2 separate regions of the Bombyx mori genome follow, and region 2 is linked to region 1. A link is a contact called in public Hi-C data. All regions are on one chromosome and are shown on one strand. The core of a region is the stretch at or near the end of the contact, and the rest is flanking DNA. Distances in the headings are between cores, read along the strand shown. Region 1 holds the start of LOC101739542 (E3 ubiquitin-protein ligase RNF126). Region 2 holds the start of COPE (coatomer protein complex subunit epsilon).

What was found. Hi-C and Micro-C count contacts between places; a contact is called where the count stands out from the background.
Region 2: a contact with region 1 is called in a Hi-C map of middle silk gland, with 2.5 times the contacts expected there. The contact joins the promoter of COPE here to the promoter of LOC101739542 in region 1. A contact is called at or near these places in 3 of 7 Hi-C or Micro-C datasets (middle silk gland and whole pupa).

What each region holds. Positions count from the first base shown.
Region 1 is chr21:1,836,180-1,841,560 of ASM3026992v2, reverse strand. LOC101739542 (E3 ubiquitin-protein ligase RNF126) reads right to left here and starts at 3,360. Exons shown (of 7, transcript XM_038018525.2): 1 at 2,850-3,360; 2 at 1,759-1,860. The coding sequence starts at 2,933. LOC101738321 (myotubularin-related protein 10-A) reads left to right here and starts at 3,950. Exons shown (of 12, transcript XM_062674613.1): 1 at 3,950-4,091; 2 at 5,178-5,232. The coding sequence starts at 4,038.
Region 2 is chr21:2,007,753-2,013,133 of ASM3026992v2, reverse strand. COPE (coatomer protein complex subunit epsilon) reads right to left here and starts at 2,767. Exons shown (of 7, transcript NM_001172724.1): 1 at 2,502-2,767; 2 at 1,933-2,124; 3 at 1,617-1,708; 4 at 906-1,071; 5 at 52-163. The coding sequence starts at 2,603.

The DNA.
Region 1 (5,381 bases), core at 2,111-4,610:
ATAATTTTCCTCATTATTTTTTTACATTTAGTTTGGAGAAACATGACTGTGTGGCTGGCAGTTTATAGAAGTTACCACATTGTTTTTTCCTAATTAGGTAGCTGTCCGTACAAAATAATAATACTTATTATTGCAGAACATTTCTGCTACACATTAGTGTATTTGTTAATTAACATTTGCAATATTTGAACTTACAAACACCTGGGCCATGCGCAACTATTTTATTCTTTGATCTATTTTAACTCTTCCTTCAATTCATAATCTATCTTTTAAACAATTTATTTTCAACACAAACATGCAATGTCATGTTATTGTTTTTATCTTACATTCTAAGAAGGCATGTAGTACATAGCATATGATAAATGCTTTATCAACCCATGACCACATGTACTGATAACAACATTGTAGTTGTCACAAATATTGCAACAAATAATTTCAATTTCTCTTATTGATGTTTTATTATACACGATTTTAAATAACAATTTATAAACCAATTATGTACAATTAATGACAACATATTTTTATGAAAAATGTTTCAAAATTGTTTAAACAATGTCATCACGTGAAGCCCAACCAACACTAATTGTATGAGGCCGTACATCCCATATGTGGTATGGTTACTGGAGCCAAATTAGAATGGTGTTTAAATAATCTACATTTTTACATATCATTGCATAAAATAACTACTGGTATTTTTATTGATATTTTAAATAACCAGCTAGATCATTTCTGGTAGTTAAAACAATATATCAATGTTATTTTCTTAAAGACCCTGATGAGCTCATACCCTCTTTGGTATTCAATAGCCCAGAAACCATAAAAATAAACATAGTAAACACACATTACTACTGAAAATTAACAAAAATTGTATAGTGTTATTTTTAAAGAATGAAACAAAACTGAGAAAAAATTAAAGTCATAGATTATATTTTATGGCAGCAAGATCAGTTTTGTATATTATCTTCCATTTCAAAGGTTAGTATCATCCATTAAGTTATAAAAAATGTGTCATAACTGTTATTTATACAGTTAGTTTGATTAAATAGATACAAATCTTTAAAATGTGTGTTCCATGGGGAGTGCTCTGAGGAATTGTTCGAGATGATACTGACATCTCGTTTTTACCATCGCATCGCCCGCAACCGGAGTAGAGTTCATCCATACTACCTGGAGCCACTACGTTCATCCACAGTGTGTTTCCAGATATCTTTTTGGCCACGTACCATCCAGCTATGGAATGAGCTCCCCTCCACGGTGATTCCCGAGCACTATGACATGTCCTTCTTCAAACGAGGCTTGTGGAGAATATTAAATGGTAGGCAGCAGCTTGGCTCTGCCCCTGGCATTGCTGACGTCCATGAGCGACGGTAACCACTCACCATCAGGTGGGCCGTATGCTCGTCTAGCTATACGGCAATAAAAAAAAATTTGTAGGTTGTAATATAAAACAATACTAATACGAACAATATACTTCTAAACACACAAAATACTCTACACATGTATCAACAAAATATAAAATTGCAACATATCTACTCAACACAATTTCTTTCACATTGCAAACTCCTATAATGTTATTCTTACAAATATCAGAACTGTTCTTTCAATCTATTACCTGGAGTAGTGTACCAATGTTAATGTTTCTACATTTTACCATGTATTTCTGTCTGTATGCTTTTTACTATATTTCAATCTAATCAATTGTATTTGTCATACTTGTGTAGAGTTTTGTGTCTCATCTGTATCATCACTAGTGCTCACATCATCGTCCAAGTTGCTCATATCTGCATCGTCAAAATCACCATCCGCTTCACTCTCCAATTGCTCTATAAAACCACTAGCACAATATGGGCATGTATAATCCTGAAACATTAAAATGCATTTATTTTGTCAGAAAATATGTTTTTGTACTCCCTTGACTGGCATAAATGGGCAGACATACTATTGTCATTAAGCAGTAATTGGTACATATCGATAGCAATCAGTATGCAGTGCACCTATGTAGTGACATCAAAGTCTCAAGTATTTTAGAATAGTGGTTGTTTTGTGACGGAACACAGCATGAGATTTTTTGAATTTTTAAAACAATAAAATATTTAAGAGTATTAAACAGGTTTTATTTTGGTTATATCTTGTATTGTGAGCCAGATAAATGAAGTACATATAAATGCTTTATTACTATCATCATCATCAATTGAAAACTTTTATATTTACTTGAAAAAATAAGTAAGTATTAAGTGTATTAGCACTATCACAACATTTATTTTAACATTCAGATTTGAAAGGTTGCATTAAAACTAACTTCAAAATCAAAATACCTGACGGAGGATAACATTATATTTTTTTAGTCTGATTCATACTGAATTTTTTCACATTTGTTTTTAACAAACACAAAATACCAGTTCAGAAAGGTTAGAGAAGGTCATGTGCTTTAAAAATCACGTTTAATGGTTGTTCCTAAGGTCATTAAACTGGGTTAGGATCCAAAAGTATGCAAATAGCAGAGATCTCATCAGAACTAACATAGTAAGATTTATAAATTGTTCTTATTAAAAGGAAATTTCCTAAAAAAGATAAGTTCGAGGACTGTAAATCAATTGATGATGTAATAATAAGAAAATTTTGTAATCCGACATCCCTTGAAAAGAGTTTTCACGGAAATGACACGCAGAACACCCGGTATTAGTGAAAAAAAATTGGAAATAGATTTCATCAAAAGAAAACTGTTGCGCAGTTTTCCTAGAAATTTTATAGGAAAAATATGGTTTCAAACGGAGCGATATCTCCGACGTCACAGATCAATGTGAAAATCAAATTTAGTCGCAAAAACAATACAAAATATCGATCTTTACCTGCAAAACATCTTCAAATTCTATATCACACCTGTGGCAGAAAAACCGTAGTGTTGGTCTTCGTTCTACCATTGCGTCAGCCATGTTAAATTAATTAATACAACTGCACCAATAAATACTTATTATTTAAACTCAATTCCTAAAGATTGTGCTTTAAATTTTCAACAAAAATTTAACAATCGCCATTTTTTTGAGCATTCACAATCTATGGATTTTTTAAATGAAGCCACAGATTATGTTCATGTCGTAACCCCTCACCATAGCTGGTTTTATTTATTCATTTTACTGGGCTAGCAAATGGAACAAGGCCCAAACTATTTGCCCTATTTTCGAAATGAAGAACAGGTTCTCTTCAAAATCCAAGTAAAATTGTGTAGTCAAGTTGCATCTATAGACGAAATGTCCCTACAAACTTCAAAAACCACGCCAACGAAACTGTCTTGGTTTTTTTTAAAGTAATCTTCAATTTGCATAGTGAAGGAATTGTAAAAGGTGAAGCCTAGTCTTTTATTTCACCAGTACCTCATAAGATTTTGTGTAGAGACCCAAAAAAAATGAATGACTTTTTGGCCTACCTATTGCCTTGAGGGGCTGTGCTAGCTTCACTAAACGTGTAGGCGAGCTCACGAGGTTCAGCCGGGAGACTGGTAACATCTACTAGGAAGAGCAGTGCTTCGCTGAACCTGCCACCGGATCGGAATCGCGACCCACTGAAACGATCCAGTTTTTAATTGGTCTGTGACACATAACACGCTCCTTATTTTGTACTTGGCAATATTTATGTATCTGTCACTCCACTTCAAACTCCTAAACTTCTGAAGTTTATGTCTTTGCTGATATTGCTGTTTTAAGTCAAATAGTTCTTCGAAAGTGTTAGATCTCGTTATAATCTCACGTGAAATGTGCTATTTAAGAACTTTAAAATGTACAAACTAGTAATCCACAAATACAAATCTACTACGACAGAAACTTTATAGAATGAAATTAATCTATAAATTTGTGTGCACTATGATGATTGTTATCAAATAATCATAAAATAGAGATAAATCATGTGGGCTATCCCTTATATAAACAATAAAAACTGTCTACTCTATCCGAAAGACTATTAAACTTGTGTAAAATAAATATTTCAATCGTAACTATTCTTTAAAAGTGGGTCAACATTGCGTGAGGAGCAAGTTGTTAAAAATGAATGAGAAGAAATTAGTGCAAAACTTCAAAAGCTACATCAACGTGTCGTCGGTAACGTTAACAGTTAACTTATCTTGAAGATATGTTGTAAATCACAGCATGTTATACCCTAAAATGCTAGCAGTTGTACACTTCACTACGGAAATAATACAAATTCTCTCAATTTGAAATTTAATAGAACTGTAAAATGATGTCATACAATAAGTTTACATGATTACTTGTTAACGAATCAATAAAAAAAAACTGGAATTTTCAAGCATACCGATTCAAAAGTTTATTTAGAATTTATTTACAATTATACAGTATGATTAGATTTTTTTTGTTCATATCGAAACTTGTTTAAATAAACGAAGCATAACATTAATTTCAATACAATTATTTTGAATTTTTTAAATGTACCATAAGGTGACACACAGCAAGTATTCTTTCCTCAATTTAACTGTTGTAAAAATATATGCAACAATGCAACATAATATGTTGAGAATTGAAATATAAACAAACAAATGTTCCCCATTCATTTACCCTAAGCTAGGGTTTCCCTTTTGTAATGGTAATGGAAATTCATAAAAGACAGAGGCTGCTTTCAGAGTGGAATACCAATGAACATTATCCTAAAGAGATTGACTGAGAATTAAAGCCAGTAATTGTTCTTTTCAAAATATTTGCCACCAAGACTAGGAAGGATATGGAAGGATCTTCAGTTTTTATGAATTGTAAACATAAGTAAATGAAAATCACAAAAGTGAGATTAAACTTTAAGAGTAGTTGTGATTATGTCAGTGATGATATTGAATAAACAAATACTAAAATGCAGTAATATTACAACTAAATTGCAAATAATCTGCATATAAAATGCTATGAAAATTTTATTCCTACCAAAGTATTTTAAATGTATTCTACATTTAAAAATTCATTTGTAATTTTTTTTATTTTCCCATCTATGTTAAAGTGTTAAGTAGTTATCTGAACCCACAAATATTGACTTAATTGTCGACACTCACTTAGAGACATGAGCTATAAGCCTCAGTTCTATAGTATTCTACAGTGTCCGCCCTATCTTTCGAATCAGACCAAATTACTACATGTCTTGATTTTATTAAAAAATAATCTTTCATTGGTCATTTTCCTTCTAAACAGAGCAAAGAAGAAAAGAATGGCACTATTCAAGAGGTGAAACCGAAATTATTGACAGGTAAGAATTTGAGTTTTTTTTTTATCGTAACAGTGTGTAGCTGTATACTCAAAATTAAGGAATCTGAGAATCCAATAATTTTTAGAATAATCACAGATAGAGTAGCCGCGAAAGTGTGAAACAATGTTATGGTTAAACTATGATAGTCA
Region 2 (5,381 bases), core at 1,518-4,017, 170 kb before region 1:
GTGATCGTATAAGTTATTTAAAATTATAGAGATAATCATTTCAGTGTTGACCTCTGGCAGCTGCAGCCCCAGCACCGAGAGAGGCCGGACCAGGTCCCAGTGAACCGAGGCGTTCAGATAACTCCATCACGCTGTAGTGTGCGTCTTGGATACCAGGGCCGCCCTGTACAATGGAAACTTTACATTAATCTGCAAACATCTGGTTTAATCTGCAAACAACTTTTTTACTGGTGATAGGACCTCTTGTAAGTCCGCACGGGTATGTACCACCGCCCTGCCTATTTCTGGCGCGAAGCAGTAATGCTTTTCGGTTTGAAAGGCCCCACCCTTCCCAGCCGTTGTAACTATACTAAGATATTAGAAAAAAATATCAAAATTTTAACTATATTAATTAATGCGTGTTTTTGATATCCATTGATCCAACCTACAAATGCACTTTGAATTTAAATGCTCATCAACATCACTCAAAATAAAAATAGTTTAAAATATATTAAGCAAGCATCACAATAGAACTTTGACTGTAAATACAGCATACATACAGGATGGTCTACCTCCGCTACCATAAGTATTGTCTTACATTAGGAGGATCTGGGTGTAAGAATTAGTGTGTTTGGTAGGAAATTAAATGAGGTTATTGCTACTGTAAACACAAAGACACAGAAGTAGAAGAAAGTCTGGACGCTACTCGCATATTCTTATTATGTTTAAGATCCTCAAAATATGATCTGTAATATCATACCAGAGAAATGATAATCAGTCACACCACAGGTAAAATATTATGAACTTTGAATGTCACTAATTTAAATATTAAATTCAACCATGAAATGTTTGTGCTGAATAATATGAACGAAATGTTACAAGTCACCCTTCAAAATCATATATCACCAAAAACAATTTCAAGTCACCTGAATTAGATTCAGCCATGCTTGTGCTAGCTGCGTCAAAGTGCCGTCATCTTCAATGTCCTGCAGCAACTTCAGTTGTTTGCGTGCAAGGTCTGGTCTATTCATAGCCAATAGGCACTGGAGTGTGAACGCTCTTAGTTCCAGCGATTCAGCATTATGAAGGATTCTATAAAATTTACATTCAGCTATTATTCTTTTAACTCAATTGAAAGTTTTAACACATATGTCAGGATATATTTCAAGACAATTTTGTGTATATATTTTTATTTGTATTATTGTGTATATATTATATTGTACCTAGACCTACCCTAAATGTTCTTTCTCATGAGTAGTAGAATTTGTTTTAAATGTAATATTTTTTTAGAATACAAATGGCTTTAAAGTATTTTCAGTATAACCAGAATAGTGGGTGAAAACAGGCTCAGCACAGAGAGGTGGGATTTGGTAACAGCTGCTCCAGCGCCTCCACAGGATACTTATCAGTTCAGAGGCAATTGCTTCAATAATGCATCTACAATTATTCTATTGAACAAAAATCGTGACCAGCTGAGAAGATCCACGAAGAAACTCAGTGAGCTGATGTATGGGTTACAATTTACGTAAAATTCTTCAATGAGTTAAATGAGCAGGTTTACTAAGATCCCTATACCTACTTGTAGTGCTAGCACTACATCCATCTGAGAATATTTATTATTGTAATACACTACTCACTTTAATGCAGCTTCATAATTATCTTCATGATAGTAAATTGTTGCAGCCACAATCAAGAATATTTCATTGGACAGTTCCGTACCTTTAGCTACCTAAAATGTCATAGGTACAGTTTAAGATTTTGTTGTTTTAGCCAAGTCAATATTAAAAATCTACAATAACTATATTTAATACTCTTGAACTCTAATTACAAGTAAAAACTCCATAGCTAACATGTATATTTCCCTGCTCAAATTCTATTAGTTCTGGTCTTTTTTTTTTCAATGTAATAACAAGCACCAACATACTTTATAAGTAACTTTTTATAATTACATACTCGAGCATCAATATCAGCAACAATGGCAGATTTATTGGCATCAGGTAGTAAGTAATCTACCAAACTCTTCAATGGCTGTAGCATAGGATCTGCAGTCTTTAGTTCTTGTTGCACTATCCTGTAGTTACCCTGGGCAATGTAGGAACGATATAGGAATGCATCGCGTTGGAGTGCTACCAGGGGTGTAGAAGGCTGCAAGAGGTGTTTAAATCAATAAATTTAGCTCTATGATGATTTTACTATTGGCATGTCAGAAGGATCAATAATTTCATTCTTTCAATGCAAAAAATTGTAAATTCTATAATATCCTCTTTAATTTATGGTGTAATTTCTGTCTACGAGAGAAAATTTTCTTGTAATAATATTTCGAAAGTTAAGTTATCCTTCCGGTACCAAAGTTACATTAAAGTTAAGTAGATCTGTATAATATTAATCTACAAACACAACATGTATTGTTTTCGGAGATTTACATCGAAAAACATGGTCGGTTTATCCGCCACCGAAGAGCGCTTAATTATACACTTGCATAATAATTTAATGGTTATAGAAAGTTTCTAGTGATGACTTACGCTAACGCTTTGTGCCTCATTAATAGCTTGCTGATAATTTCCAACATAAAATGCATTTTTTACATCGAAAAGTTCATCAACATCTTGCTGATGACGTGCCATTTTGACAACTTACAACAAGAACCACAGACTTGCACAGACTTCATTGTTTCGTGTTTAATACGTCCTTTGAAGAAGCAAAGGAAGCTTAGCCCATACATAAACTATTTTGTAACGTAAATGAAAGTCATATCTGTTGTATGAATAATTAAATTGAATTTGAAATCAAACAAAAGTGAAATAATAATAAATAAATAAATATAAATAAATATTTACTAACAATCACGCCACGTTAACTGGTCCCGTGATAAGTTCGTAAAGAACTTGTGTTACAGGTACCAGATAACGGATATAAATGTAAGATTTTTATTATACACATACATATATTTAATAGACATCCATAGCCCTGGAAAAGACATTTATATTTATCATAAAATATCTTCCCTTGGCGGGATTCGAACCCGCGACCCCCCTGTGTAGTGACCATGTCACTTACCACTACACCAGACGGCCGTTAAATAGATGAGATATGGTAAAATAAAACTGTAACTAAAAAATTACTAAGATTTCAAAGGAGTACATATTTGAAAGAACGTGACGCCCACATCCACCAATTATGATTTTTTGAAAAACACTTATGCACTTTCACATATGTGAATAATTCAAAACCTTCTATTATCGTGCCTAAGATTTACTAAACTAACAAAATAAAACATTTCGCACAGCTTGATCAAATTAATACTAAAAGTATAAGTAATGCTACCACAATACTAGGCACTAACAAATGCAATGCATTTGCAATTCCAATAGCGCGTATTTTTGAATGAAATAAATTAAATGTTGGATTCACTTAGTGGTTTAAAGTTATAATATGTAAAAAATATTTTCTACAGGTTAATAAATGAAAATGTTTACAAAAGTTACGTAAAAATATCTAACTATTCATTTAGATATTAATTATAAAGAGGTTTAAAAACAATAATTTCGTGTACAGCAAGAACGGTTTCTGTAAAACAGTGACATCTATTTTTGGACTGACAGACATAAATTTTCTGATTGTTAAATTTTTTAGAAACGAACCAATCGGGAAAGAATAACAAATCTGATATTTTTCAGTGAATTCATTTTTTTCCTAACTAGTAACCTAGAGAGTTATGCTAGCGTTGAGCGAGTAGTGAATACATTGTATGTTGTGAGAATATCCATTAAAAAACTGATGAGAATGTGAAATTTCAAATGTCCACCTATTGATGCATTTCGAAACTACCTTTGTTGCAATCTTGGTGCTATCATATTGTCTCAAAAAACAGAGGGCGCCAGCTAAAGAAAAACTCAAAGTGAATCAAACAAGAAAAAGTACCATTTGGTTAATAAATTAGAAAGTGTTCATTGTAAATATCGTAGCCACCATATTATACACCAACATTATTATTTAAGGCCGTAAATTAGTGCATCTTTTTCTTTATTAATTACCTACTTTATTAAGTTATGTTATTTGTCTTTAGATTTTTCCACACAATTCACCTAGTGTGTTATACCCTCTCCTCTTGAGACATGAGGTTGAGATTCTTCATACCGAAACGGATAATACTTTGTGACCTTTGTGACAGAATTACCATGATGTAGCTTAAAATCACCAGTAGGTACGGATTGGCAATGGTCTTATGCTATTACAACATTTTTTTAATAATTACGCAGCTGGACATTTCCCGTTGAAACCCTTTGCCCCTCTCATAATGCAATTACAGGAATACATGGAGTGAGGCTATGCTAGGATGTGGCGGATTTAGGTTTAAGCCCTTCATCCTTAGGCTTGCGGCGCTAAAATGTGACGGGCTCCAAAAACAGTTGTTAGGCAACTGTACTTAAATTTTCGCCCGGTTGGTTTAAAGCCAAACATAAACTGGTATTTTGTTAATGGCCTATTTAATGGCCTAAATATTCCAATTTTTTTCACACTTGGTTCTAATATCTTAAGATTTTTTTTACAAAATTGCAATATTACACTTTATTTATCACTAGCAGCTACCCGCAGCTTCATCCATGTGGTCATAAAAAAGTATGAATCAATAATTCAATTAATAAAACAGTTTCCCGTGGGAATGCGATTTTTTTCGGAATAAAAGGTAGCCTATCCCACCTAAAACTATAACTTTAAAAAAGTACGTCAATCAGTTGCTTCTTGTCGACGTGAGAGAAGGACAAAAAACAAACACAGATAAAAAAATAGTAATAATTTTATAAAAAAAAGTGGCAAATTAGCACGGGTTTAAGCAGTCTTCATCATCAAATGCGATACTGTTTGACAGAAGTTCGATAATTTTTTGCGGGATTCATTTGGGAATTCATTTTTCATTTATCAGAGTATGTGTGGGTATGTAATAATAATAAAAGACTACATTAACTCGACACTGGCAACAACGTCGTGGCAAGATCTCCCATAGACAAAGGCCACTGAGTTTCTCGCCGGATCTTCTCAGTGGGTTCGCGATTCCGATCCTGTGGTAGACTCGGCGAAACACTGCTCTAGTGTTAACAAACTCTCTCAGGTTGGGCCTGTGTGCTCACCTACCCGTCTGCACGCAGTTGAAATAGCCCCTTAAGCAATCAAAATAGGTAGGAAAGAAAAAAAACAAGGTGTCGATTGCCATACTGAAAAAATTAAGAAGAAGAAAAATTAGTTCAGTGGTCGGTTGTTATTTTAAATCACACTACATTGAAATGTTGCGCCGACTCCATCTTGTAGAATAAGGGTAACAAGAGACGTACCTAACAATAATAGGACTTATGTATTGAAAGCGCAGCTTCATGTATATTCGAAAGAAAGAAAAAAACTAGTCG